Linked DNA regions of Mus musculus: all the other regions are linked to region 3. A link is a contact called in public HiChIP or PLAC-seq data. All regions are on one chromosome and are shown on one strand. Each heading gives the region's core, a stretch centred on a gene start, on an enhancer-like site or on the middle of the called end of the contact. The rest is flanking DNA. Distances are from core to core; before and after follow the strand shown. Region 1 overlaps Eif2b3 (eukaryotic translation initiation factor 2B, subunit 3). Region 2 holds the start of Akr1a1 (aldo-keto reductase family 1, member A1 (aldehyde reductase)). Region 3 holds the start of Hpdl (4-hydroxyphenylpyruvate dioxygenase-like).

Region 1 (3,839 bases), core at 280-2,779, 240 kb after region 3:
AATTTGCCAATTGTGGTAGCACCTTTAAACCCAGCACCCAGCAGGCAGAGGCAGGTGGGTCTCTGTGAATTCAAGGCCAGCCTGGTGTACATAGAGCTTCAGAATAACCAGGGCTCCATAATGTAACCTTGTCTGAATAACAACAAAAAGAAGGAGAAGGAGAAAGAAAACGCTATATTTTTCCATATTTTTTTTCAATTCTGTAAGGAAACTTGGCTATGAGAACTCTCATGTCTTCAGACGTGACTACATGAACTGGGAAGTGCAAGGGTAGTCTTCCAACCTCTGCCTGTGTGGTTCATCATGTTGCCAGTTTGATAGTGTTGAGTCTTCAGTAGTACAATCAGCTTGTTCTTAGCTTTCTCTTTAAGATTCTGTTTTCTTGGATATACTGAATCTGTTACCACCCTTCCTCTGTGGTCCAGCTTCCAAAATGTGTAGTCCTGGACTTTGTCCTTGTAGATTTATATATTTTTAAATTAAAAATAAACAAATAGCTGGTTAGTGGAGGTATATGCCTGTAATTGAAGCACTCAGGGAACAAAGGCAAGAGGATCTCTGTGTTCAAGGCCATCCTGGTCTACAAAGTGAGCTCCAGGACAGCCAGAGCTACACAGAGAAACCCAGTCTCAAAAAAACAAAACAAAACAGAAAACCTTCACTAACATTTTCAGTACACAGTGATTAGTGACTGGTCAGTCCTCACTTCCTTCGCTCCTCTTCTGCTCCTTCTGTCTCTTCTCTGTGACTACCTTACACTAGTGTCCATCCTCCTCCTCCTCCTTTCCATCTCTTCCTTCTTCATTTAGTCTAGCTCCCCCTCATAGCCTTAGTTATTCTTGCATATCTACTCGTGCAGCCTTGAGTGTTCTTTTTTTTCCATATAATATATAAGGAATAGTTATTAATTTTTTTGTATTGTGTTGTGCACACTTGCCATAACATGCATGTGGAAGTCAGTCAGAGGACAACATTTGGGAGTGGATTCTCTCCTTTCACCATTTAAATTCTAGGGTTCAAATTTGGGTCATTGGGCTTGGTAACAAGCTTCCTTCCCCACCCCCAACCTCCTCACCCCATCCCCATCCCCAGCCTCCCCACCCTACCCCTGCCTCTGGTGCTGGGAGATAAACCCTGGGCCTTGTGCAAGCTCTCCACCCCTGAGCTGTATCCCTAGCCCAACCCTCAATTTTTAGTTACTTTGTACATCTGTTTTGTCAACTATTACATAGAGCTTTTGGGGGGTACTCTTTGTTCTGGCATAAATTGTCATCATTATAAATTCACAGTTCCATCTTGATTGAACTCTCAAACCCACATTACAGTCTAGCCTGTCTCTGCTGGACCAGCCTTCCTTCCATTCCTCCCAGCAACTGCTTTCAGCCTTCAGTCTGTACTAAGGGAAGCTACTGCTGCTGCTGCTCCTTCTCAGGAGAGATCCTACCAAGTGACAGATTTCCTGGATCTGCTCTGTCTATACACTCACCCTCACGCAGACTCTCCTGCAGCTCTGTTCCTGTAGCCTTGGAGGAAGAACTTGAGGGAACGCCTTTCTTTCTTCAGGCCTCTTAACTCCATTCTCCTGCCACCACTGTAACCTTGCTCCTCTGCTTTTCCCACAGTCTCTGGGCTTTTCAAACTTGTCCTGTATTGTCTTTCCTCCTTCCAGCTATGAGTACATTGTTTATAGAACAAAGCACAAATTCCTTAGGCTCCAGTCACCTATCCATTCTTCCTCCTACCACAACCCTACCCCACAGCTACAGAGAGCTCCTCTGACTTCCACATTGCTTTTTGTTGTTGTTCTAATGGTCATTTGTCCTTTTTGTATATATGAATGTATGTCTGTGTGTGCATGTACGTATGTATATATGGGTGCCCCTACAAGGTCAGAACAGGACACTGGATCCCCTGGGACTAGAATTATAGGCAGTGAGTTGTCTGATATGGTGTTAGAAACTAAATTTGGTTCCTCTGGAAGAATAGTACATGCTCTTTTTTGTTTGTTTTTTATTTTGTTTTGTTTTTTGAGACAGGGTTTCTCTGTGTAGCCCTGGCTGTCCTGGAACTCACTTTGTAGACCAGACTGGCCTCGAACTCAGAAATCCGCCTGCCTCTGCCTCCCGAGTGCTGGGATTAAAGGTGTGCGCCACCATGCCCAGCTAGTACATGCTCTTAAGTGATGAGCCATCTCTATAGCCCCCTTTTGTGTGTGTGTGTGTGTGTGTGTGTGTGTGTGTGTGTGTTTGTGTATACCCAAGTAAGGTGGCCCATGCTTGTAATCTCAATAGTTGAGAAGCTGAGGCACCAAGGTTGCTACAAGATCAAAGTGAACATGGGTGACATAGTGAGATAATATCTAAAAGTAAAAACTGCAGATAAACAAAATTAATATTAAATAGAGTAGTTACAACAATATACTGTAATAAAAGTTATGTAAGTAAAATCTTTCTCCCAAAATATCCTATTATGCTTGTTATGGTGGCTCATGCCTTTAATCCTAGTACTCGTTAGGGAGAGGCAGGTAAATCTCTATGAGTTCAAGGCCATCCTGGTCTATATAGTGAGTTCCAGTCAAGCCAGGGCAACATAGTGAGACCCTTGTCTCAAAACAGAAGAAAATAAACAAAATCCTATTATAACTTTACTTCTTAAAATAAGCAACAACTGTATATATAGTGTCTGTGTGTTTTGAGACAGGGTTTCTCTGTGTAGCCCTGGCTGTCTGGAACTTGCTCTGTAGACCAGGCTGGCCTCAAACTCAAAGATCCACCTGCCTCTGCCTCCCAATGCTGGCATAAAAGATGTGCCCTACCACTGCCCAGCTTAAAACAAAACAAACAAACAAAAAAATTAAGGGCAATGTTATACTATGTAACTTTGGCTGGCCTGGAACTTACTGCATAGAGCAGGCTGGCCTTGATCATACAGAGATCACTTGCCACTGCTGAGATTAAGGGCATGGATTACCATGCTTGGCATATCTTAAAGGAAGCACATTATGGCTTCTCTCAGGCATATCCAAATCACTAGGGTCTCTACTCTTGTGTATTGGAGCCACTATGTTATGCTTGAACAAGAGTACTGTGTTGCTAGGACAGAGGGTCTGATAGCTAAGATGGCTAATAGGTGACAGCTGGGCGGGCAGGTAGCATATAAAGTTTGCATAAACTGAACAAAAGAATGATTCATTGACTCAGATGACGTGGGGCCAGATTTCACCACACGTGTATCTAAAATTTTAACGTATTGATTTCTGGCATTTTCCATTTAATATATCAGACTGTAGGTAACTATAATTGTGGAATATGGAACTGCCATTGAGGCCACACCACTTCATATATTCCTGAAAATATAGGGCATTTGACATAAATGTGGTAAACTTACATACATGGAAGCAAAAAAATAAAATGAAGAAGTCAAAAAACCAAAATTCTTGGAACGGAAAAAAAGAAAAGGAAACTAAACTAGTACCTGCCACCCTGGTCTCTCCAGGCTGAGGCGTGGCCCTTATCTGACGACAGACTAACATCCACATTGTCTGATTATGAGCCTTTCTCTCCTGTCCTTCCTACAGGCACCCTAGGATACATTTCCACACAGGCCTTGTGGATGCCCATCTCTACTGCCTGAAGAAGTACGTTGTGGATTTCTTAATGGAGAATAGGTAAGGAGGAGGAAGGTGGAGTTAAGCCTACTAATTTTGAGCATTCTCTGTCTCAAAATTTTTGGGTGTTTTATTGTAAATCTACAGTTTTTAACAAAGTATAGTGTAGCTGGTCTTAGCTACTTTTTGGGTTCTTCTTTTTCCCACCCTTTATCCCCCATTTTCACCCCCA
Region 2 (3,589 bases), core at 409-2,908, 170 kb before region 3:
AAAACAAAAACAACAACAACAAAAGGGTTTCCCCCACAAGCCAGGGTCATTTATCTGAACCCTTTACCATGCGCACACAGAAGTTAATTGAGGGGAGACCTTGAATACTGGGGCTTTTCTTTTGGATTTGGTTTGGGTTTTTTCCCCAGATATGGTCTCATGTAGCCCAGGATGGTCTTGAACTGTCTGTAGCCAAGAATGGAATTGAACTCATGATCCCCCTGCGTCTCCCTTCCAAATTGGCTTTATAGGCAGGAGATACCATGCCATGCTAGCTGGACAGCTTAGCTTGCTGGAGAAGCACCTGAGGAAGTCACTGACTTCGGTATCTTCAATCCATCTTGGAAAACCAAAGAAAAGTCATGTATCTATGTGTGTCAAGGGGCTGGGGGACAATCCCAAGGCCTTACACACGCCAATTCTACCTCTGACCTACACCTGTTAGTATTTTACTAACTTTGAGCAAGTACTAAAAAAAAAAAAATCTGGGTTGGAGGTGTAGTTCAGTTGGTAAAGGGCTTGTCCGGGGCGGAGTTTGACTCTAGTTCCAGGGAATATGTCCCTTTCTTATGACCTCCATGGGCACCAGGCACCCACAAGGTACACATACTTACATAGCAGACAAAACATTAATTTTTAGCAAAAATTCTTCAAAGAGACTCTGTCTCCAAAACTACCTATAAATAATAACCAATTCTGCCGGGCAGGAAAGATTCATACTGGAATTAAACCTGTATCGCTGCTGAAGTGCAACCTGGGAAAAGTTAACAGGCCTGATCAGAAGCTGAGCAGGTCCTGCGGTCCTACGAAAAGTCTAAACAGTAGAGTCCATTAATGGTAGGCTCGGTAATGTGAAGATTCAAGTATTTTCACTTTAAAAGGCTCCGTAGCGACAGGAGATGTTCAAATTTTCTCAAACCTAAGGCAGAGGCTTGAGCAAGCTAATCTCTCCCCACTTCCGCCACTTCCTAGGAATATCCCTGTACCGCCATTAGGAAAGGCAGAGCGCCTAGAAATTTCGAGCAGATGACCAAACAAAGAGATGGCAAAAGCACGAGATATGCACCAGACACATTCAAAGGTTTATCCCAGTCCTCCCTACAGCACTAATGATTTCCTTGCTCATTCCAACTCTGAGGAAACCGAGGTCCAGAAACACGTTATCTGAGAACAGAATAGGAGGAAGTGCTCAAACGCGAAACTAAATCGCATCCCTCGACGTGCTGGCGCCATTCGCTCAATCCTGGCCCTGACCTGTGGTACTGAAGGACCCTCGCCTTTAACTCAGGAGAAAAAGACGAGTCAGCAGCAGGAAGAACTCACCTTGGCAGTGAGCACAGGCTGTGGAAAAGACAAAGTGGCCCGAATTCAGCTCTGCACTCCAGTACTGAGGCAACAGGGCCCGACTTAAGTCCGGCGGAGAAGCGGCAGCCCCACCCCAGGGAGGAGCGAGGGCCCGGCTCCCAGAACTACGCGCAGGACGGAGGAGACCCCCACTGTCCTGCGAAGTAGAAGAGGGAGTAGAAGCCAAAGCTGGGACTTTGCACATTCCTCCCCTGGGAACCTCTCACTCCACCACGAACGTCTGGAAGGGCCGGGGTCCCGAAACTGTGCATGCGCACAAGCTACGTGGACAGTCTTGGGTGGCTGGCCGCGCCCACAACCGGCCCACAGTGCACCGCGCAGGCACCTCTCTAGGCATAGATTCTTATACTTTCTGAAGAGATCCTCTATGATACCTAGGGGGTCCTTCTGGCCGCCTGTCTTTCTTTCTCTAAAGTGAATTTGTCGGAATCCCCGAGCGGGCCTGATACAAAGTTTGACCAAAAAATACAGAAAATCTTGCCTCTGCAAACCCCATTTTAGAAAGTTACTGATCTTTCACTCAGTACCTTGCACTTTAGCCCTGTGCAAAAGACTTCATAAATATGAGCTGGGGCCGTATAGCTAAATTAATACAGTGCTTGCTTAACATAAAGTTCTGGGTTCAAAATCCCAGCACGGCATAAAATTGAGTCGTTATCCCAGCACTTGGGAGGTGGAAGCAAGGAGAATCAGAAGATTCAGTTTTTCTTGCCTCCTATACATTGACTTTGAGGCCAGCCTGAGATTTATGATCCCCTATCTAAAAGGAAAACATTTGAAGATGGAGAGAAGGGGTGCCGCTTTTTCAGAGAACCCAAGTTCAGTACCAGCATTCATGTCAGGAGGTTCTCAACCACCTGTAACCCCAGCTCCAGGGGATTTAATACTCTCTTCTGACTTCCATGAGCACCCACATAAAGGTGGGGTGTGTGTGTTTCCCAGGGATAGCTTATAAAGGGAAAAAACACAATGGGCTCCTAAGTGGGTGAAGGAGGGCTATAGAGCGGTCGGCCCCTCTCCAAGTTTTTTTAGTAGTTTGAACTTAACAGTTCAAGCTGCCCTGTTATATCTTGCTTGGCTGAGTGAAGGCTGCATTTGGGAAATTTCCAATCATAATCATCGTCATCCTCAGAATATATGGTCAATTTGATCTCTGAGTCAAATTGTGTGTGTGTGTGTATGTGTGTGTGTGTGTTTACAATCAAAGTGCAATATGTTTTGTGTCAACAATATGGAGTGGCCAACAGAAATGAAACAAAAGAATTACAGCCAAGCTCGAGGTGACTTTAAGCTAGGGAACGGGCTTCAACATGGGGACCAGCCTTCATCAGTCTCACTACTCTGACTGTCCTGGAACTCACTATTGTAGACCAGGTTGGCCTCCAAATCATAGTAATCTGTCTGGCTCTGACTCCCAAATGCTAAAATTAAAGACGTGCACTCAGCTCTTTTTCTTTTCTTTTTAAAAAATTATTTTATTACCAGGTGGTGGTGATACATGCCATTAATCCTAGCAATCAGGAGAAGAGGCAAGCAGATCTCCAAATTCAAGGCCAGCCTGTTCTACAGAGTGCAACCCTGTCTCAAAAAAACAAAAACAAAAATTTATTTTTACTTGTATGTGTGTGTGCCCGAGTATATGTCTGTTTACCACATGCAGGCAGGAGCTTAAGGAGGTGAGAAATGACCTAGACCTGCAGGTCATTCTTCAGTGACAGGGTCCTGAGAGAGAGGACCGGGAGATCAGAAGATAAGCAGAAAGGTAAAGTTTCAGATGGGGAGGTCTTTCACAAACCATGTCTGTTAAGAAGCACAGCATCTTATATATTATTTCCAGGGGAGAAATTGAACACAGCAGCAAGTGTCATACAATGGAACTAAATCAGGGGAACGCTAATAAAACAATGTTGATTAAGGGGAACACAGGGTATCTCAAAAACATTACACGCTAAGCTCTCCGCAGCCTTTGGACTGATAACTAAAGTCCCATTTGGTGGGAAGATTTGGGTTCTCAGGATCTGAAGCAGTAGCTCCCCCAAGGCCCTGGCTTCCGGCCATCACTGGCCTTGCCAAGCATATTCCTGGTTATGAGAAGGAACTGTGCTACATACAGCGGGGGCAAAAGAATAGAAGCTGCAGCAGAGGTATTTCTATAAGAGCTGTCAGGTAGTGTTTCAATGCCAGGGAAGATCTGCTGTTTAGATCTTACTGGGTGGGATGCCTC
Region 3 (3,382 bases), core at 73-2,572:
CTGCCATAGTGCCCTGATGTTGTTCTGGCCAAAGCCTGTGGCCCCCTGTCTCTGAATCAGCTCCAGGAAGAAAGTGTCTTCGGCGAAGAGGGACTTGGTGAAGACCTGAAGCAAAAATTCGTCTTTATCACCATCCAGCAGGATTCCCTGCCGTTCTAGAAGGCCAGGCTTGTGCCCTGCGGCTAGAATTTGTTCTTCTTTGCCGGGCTGCTGGTAATAAGCTTCAGGAGGAGTCAGAAGCCGGCATCCCGCCTTCGCCATTCCCTCAGAAGCATCTATGATGTTAGGAGTGTACAGTCCTACGTGCTGCAGGCCTGGCCCCCCATGCCGGGTTAGAAATTGCTCTACCTGGTCCTGTTTGCTGTTGAGTCCCGGTAGGGACTCCGCCAGCACGAGGGTGGGGACAGTATTATTCGGCGGAGTCTGCAAGGCAGTAAGCCGTAGTCCCCCTCGCCCAGACCCTGCAGCCACCTTGAGGCCCATCTCCGGATCCTCACCTGGGCTCAGCGGCAAGTGATGAAAGCCTAGGCAGTCGTGGAACCAGCGCATAAGCATAGGGGAGCTGCCGGAGGTGCAGGCCAAGGTCAAGTGGTCCACGTGGCTGACCCAACCTGGGCCAGGTGTGCAAGGCAGAGGTCTGAACCCGGGCAGGAAGGATCCGCGATAGCCAGCACGCTGCAGCAACGTAAGGCTTAGATTACCAGCCGGAGAGCTGAGCACTGTGTAGGTGGCTGTGCCCTGTGCATCTCTCACCCTAGTGGGTGGTACCGGCATGATGCAGCCGCGAGCCGCCAGCGCGCGGGCGGCGCCGTCCACATCCTCCACGTCGAAGCACAGGTTCGTGGCACTGGGCACCGAATGATGCGGGTCCAGGCTGTACAGTGGCTCCTGGGGCCCGGTACCCTCATTCACTAGAAAGACAGCGTCCCCGCTGCGCAGGGCCAGCTGTCTCCAGCCGCCTGCTTCCCTCACCGCCAGGGGCTGGAAGCCGAAGACACGATGTAGGTCCCTCGCTAGGGGCTGCCCAGCTGGTACATGGAAAGCGATGTGACACAGGCGACGGGCGGGCGCAGTCATGGCGAGCCCAATTGCCGGCCACCCGGATCTGTTCTTCTGGGACCGCTCACTTGTTTAGAACTCCAAGACTCTTGGTCCAGGACTAGTAGTTGGAAGCCGGCGGAGTCCTGGTGTATCCGAAGATCGTGTTTCTTGGTCTTTTCTGGGCAGAGGTCGCGAAGTCAAACTTTGGGGGACTGACCCTCTCGGCAGGGCCACCTCAACCAGAAGCCGGCTGAGGACCACAGGCTCTGCAGGGTAAATTGTATGAGAACCACGCGGACGCTGTGCGGGGCGGACCAGGAGGTCAGGGTGGAGCCTGAGACTCCGCCTTTGACACTCCCTCCGGTCCAGAACCTGTCTCCCGGAGTACAGTGGGGACGAAGGGCAGTTCCTTCACAGGGCCTTGGACCAGGTCACACCCTTGGGCAACTAGCCACCCCTTCCGGGGCCCGGGAAGTAACAATAGCCACCTTCACTCTGTGCCAGGCGCTCTCTTCCCGCGACCTTAGAGCCTAAGGACTGCCCGTGTGGGGGAGGAGCCCCAATCCTTTCTCAACAGACGGAATTTTCTTGGCCTGGTACTTTTTTTTTTTTACAATTCAGAAGTTTGTGTTCAAGAACGGGCTCTGTTAACGTTTTATTTATTTATTTTTCTTTAAGTTTTATTGCATTATGATGAGAAAAGATACATAATTTCAATTTATCTTATTATTTTAATATTAAAATATTTTCAGTTACAGATTTTCAATCCCCAAATGGGGCGGAGAAATTGATAGAAGAGCAAGCGTTTACATTTCTCTGTATCTGGCAATCTGCACTTCACCTGACTCTTCAATTCTACTTCTAAGTGAGATTTGGAGGGATTAGAAAACTACTGTGTTTTGTTTGTTGTTCCTGAAAGGAACTATTGCTCATTGCCTTAGTAGGTCTCCAAGAACAGCCCAGGGTTGTTCTTCCTAAAGATATAAAGAAGTTGATACCTTCCTAAAGATATCAGCCAGGGGAACTCAAGATTCGTGAGATCACTAGAATGAGGAAACTGGAAGTCTTGTGAGACTTCAGCTGGAAGGTCCTTGAAGCAAGGTTATAGGACATTGAAAGGGCAAAATGAGGGAGCAAACCTGAGAGAAGAAGCAAGCCAGACTCGGAACAATTGTGTTGGGAAGACATTTGGGAAGGACAACATGCCCAGAAATTTGTCAGGAAGTGACAGAAGGCTGCCATAGGGGGACAAGACTTAGACAAGGAGGCTTGTCGAGGTCAGGGCCTCTTCCTCTGACCAGTGATCAGAAGAACATGGATTCCAGAGCTAAGCAGCCCTGGGTTAGAAATATCTCTGGGCTGGGCGTGGTGGGTCATGCCTTTAACCCCAGCACTCAGGAGGCAGAGGCAGGCAGATTTCTGAGTTCCAGGACAGCCTGGTCTACAAAGTGAGTTCCAGGACAGCCAAGGCTACACAGAGAAACCCTGTCTTGGAAACAAACAAACAAACAAATAAACAAAAAACAAAAAAGAGAAATATCTCTAACATGTACTCACAGGACTTTGGTCATGTTGGATAATTTCTCAGTTTCCTTATCTACAAAAATGAGCTTTCGCCAGGCGTGGTGGCGCATGCCTTTAATCCCAGCACTCAGGAGGCAGAGGCAGGCAGATTTCTGAGTTCGAGGCCAGCCTGATCTACAAAGTGAGTTCCAGGACAGCCAGGGCTATACAGAGAAACCTTGTCTCAAAAAACAAACAAACAAACAAACAAACGAGCTCTCACCCCAACACTAGGGATCAATGCTAGGGTCTCACACAGGCTGGGCAAGCACCCTACTTAACTACATGTCACCTCTAACCCAGATTGCTGTGGTTGAGACACTGTAAGTTCCCATTAATAGTAGCTGTAGTTACTGTTTTATTTTCATTACACAATATCAGTGTTACTTTCCAGAGGGTATTGTGTGTCTTTGAGGACATGGGAGTGGGCAGAGACTGCACTGACTTGGGTCAAAGATTAGGCAGCTGAGTCAAGGAGCAGCTCTGATAATGGCCCAGAACAAGCTATGACTCCTTTGGGGAGTCTTGGATAGCATTCATACCTGATCCCCTGTGGCTGTACCTCCCCATCCCCTAGGGCTTGAACTCAGAGCCTTGTGAATGTTAGGTAAATACTCTTATTGTTATTGATTTACATTCTAGCCCTTTCTTCTCCCATACCCCATAGACCTCAGCTTCATTCTTCTAAGACTGCTAAACTTGAAGCACTATGGAAAGTCCAGGGACTGCCTTAGGGAGGGGCGTGTGCTAGATAGTGCCCAGCCTTACTGTTTTCTTG

Evidence for each region. HiChIP or PLAC-seq counts read pairs in DNA pulled down with a chosen protein or histone mark.
Region 1: a contact with region 3 is called in an H3K27ac HiChIP or PLAC-seq map of embryonic stem cells, with 14 read pairs. The contact joins the enhancer-like site here to the promoter of Hpdl in region 3. A contact is called at or near these places in 2 of 39 promoter capture datasets (embryonic stem cells and hippocampal neurons), 9 of 115 datasets of contacts at active chromatin or transcription factors (bone marrow-derived macrophages, differentiating embryonic stem cells, embryonic basal ganglia and 3 more) and 4 of 9 other capture datasets (adipose tissue, embryonic stem cells, liver and 1 more).
Region 2: an H3K4me3 HiChIP or PLAC-seq map of embryonic stem cells shows a contact between it and region 3, with 5 times the contacts expected there. The contact joins the promoter of Akr1a1 here to the promoter of Hpdl in region 3. A contact is called at or near these places in 1 of 39 promoter capture datasets (neural stem cells), 3 of 115 datasets of contacts at active chromatin or transcription factors (the SCID.adh cell line and embryonic stem cells) and 3 of 9 other capture datasets (adipose tissue, liver and pancreatic islet).

Annotation. Positions count from the first base shown.
Region 1 is chr4:117,055,187-117,059,025 of GRCm38.p6, forward strand. It overlaps Eif2b3 (eukaryotic translation initiation factor 2B, subunit 3), which reads left to right. Exons shown (of 12, transcript NM_001111277.2): 6 at 3,578-3,667. Among named protein-coding and RNA genes, the nearest start is that of Eif2b3, 38 kb to the left of the region's middle. Within about 2 kb of position 1,530, at least 34 of the 459 cell types and tissues checked have an H3K27ac peak or open chromatin away from gene starts, as enhancers often do. A contact at or near this core is called in embryonic stem cells, where this site is marked.
Region 2 is chr4:116,650,016-116,653,604 of GRCm38.p6, forward strand. Akr1a1 (aldo-keto reductase family 1, member A1 (aldehyde reductase)) reads right to left here and starts at 1,659. Exons shown (of 9, transcript NM_021473.3): 1 at 1,324-1,659.
Region 3 is chr4:116,820,186-116,823,567 of GRCm38.p6, forward strand. It overlaps Hpdl (4-hydroxyphenylpyruvate dioxygenase-like), which reads right to left and starts at 1,323. Exons shown (of 1, transcript NM_146256.3): 1 at 1-1,323. The coding sequence starts at 1,077.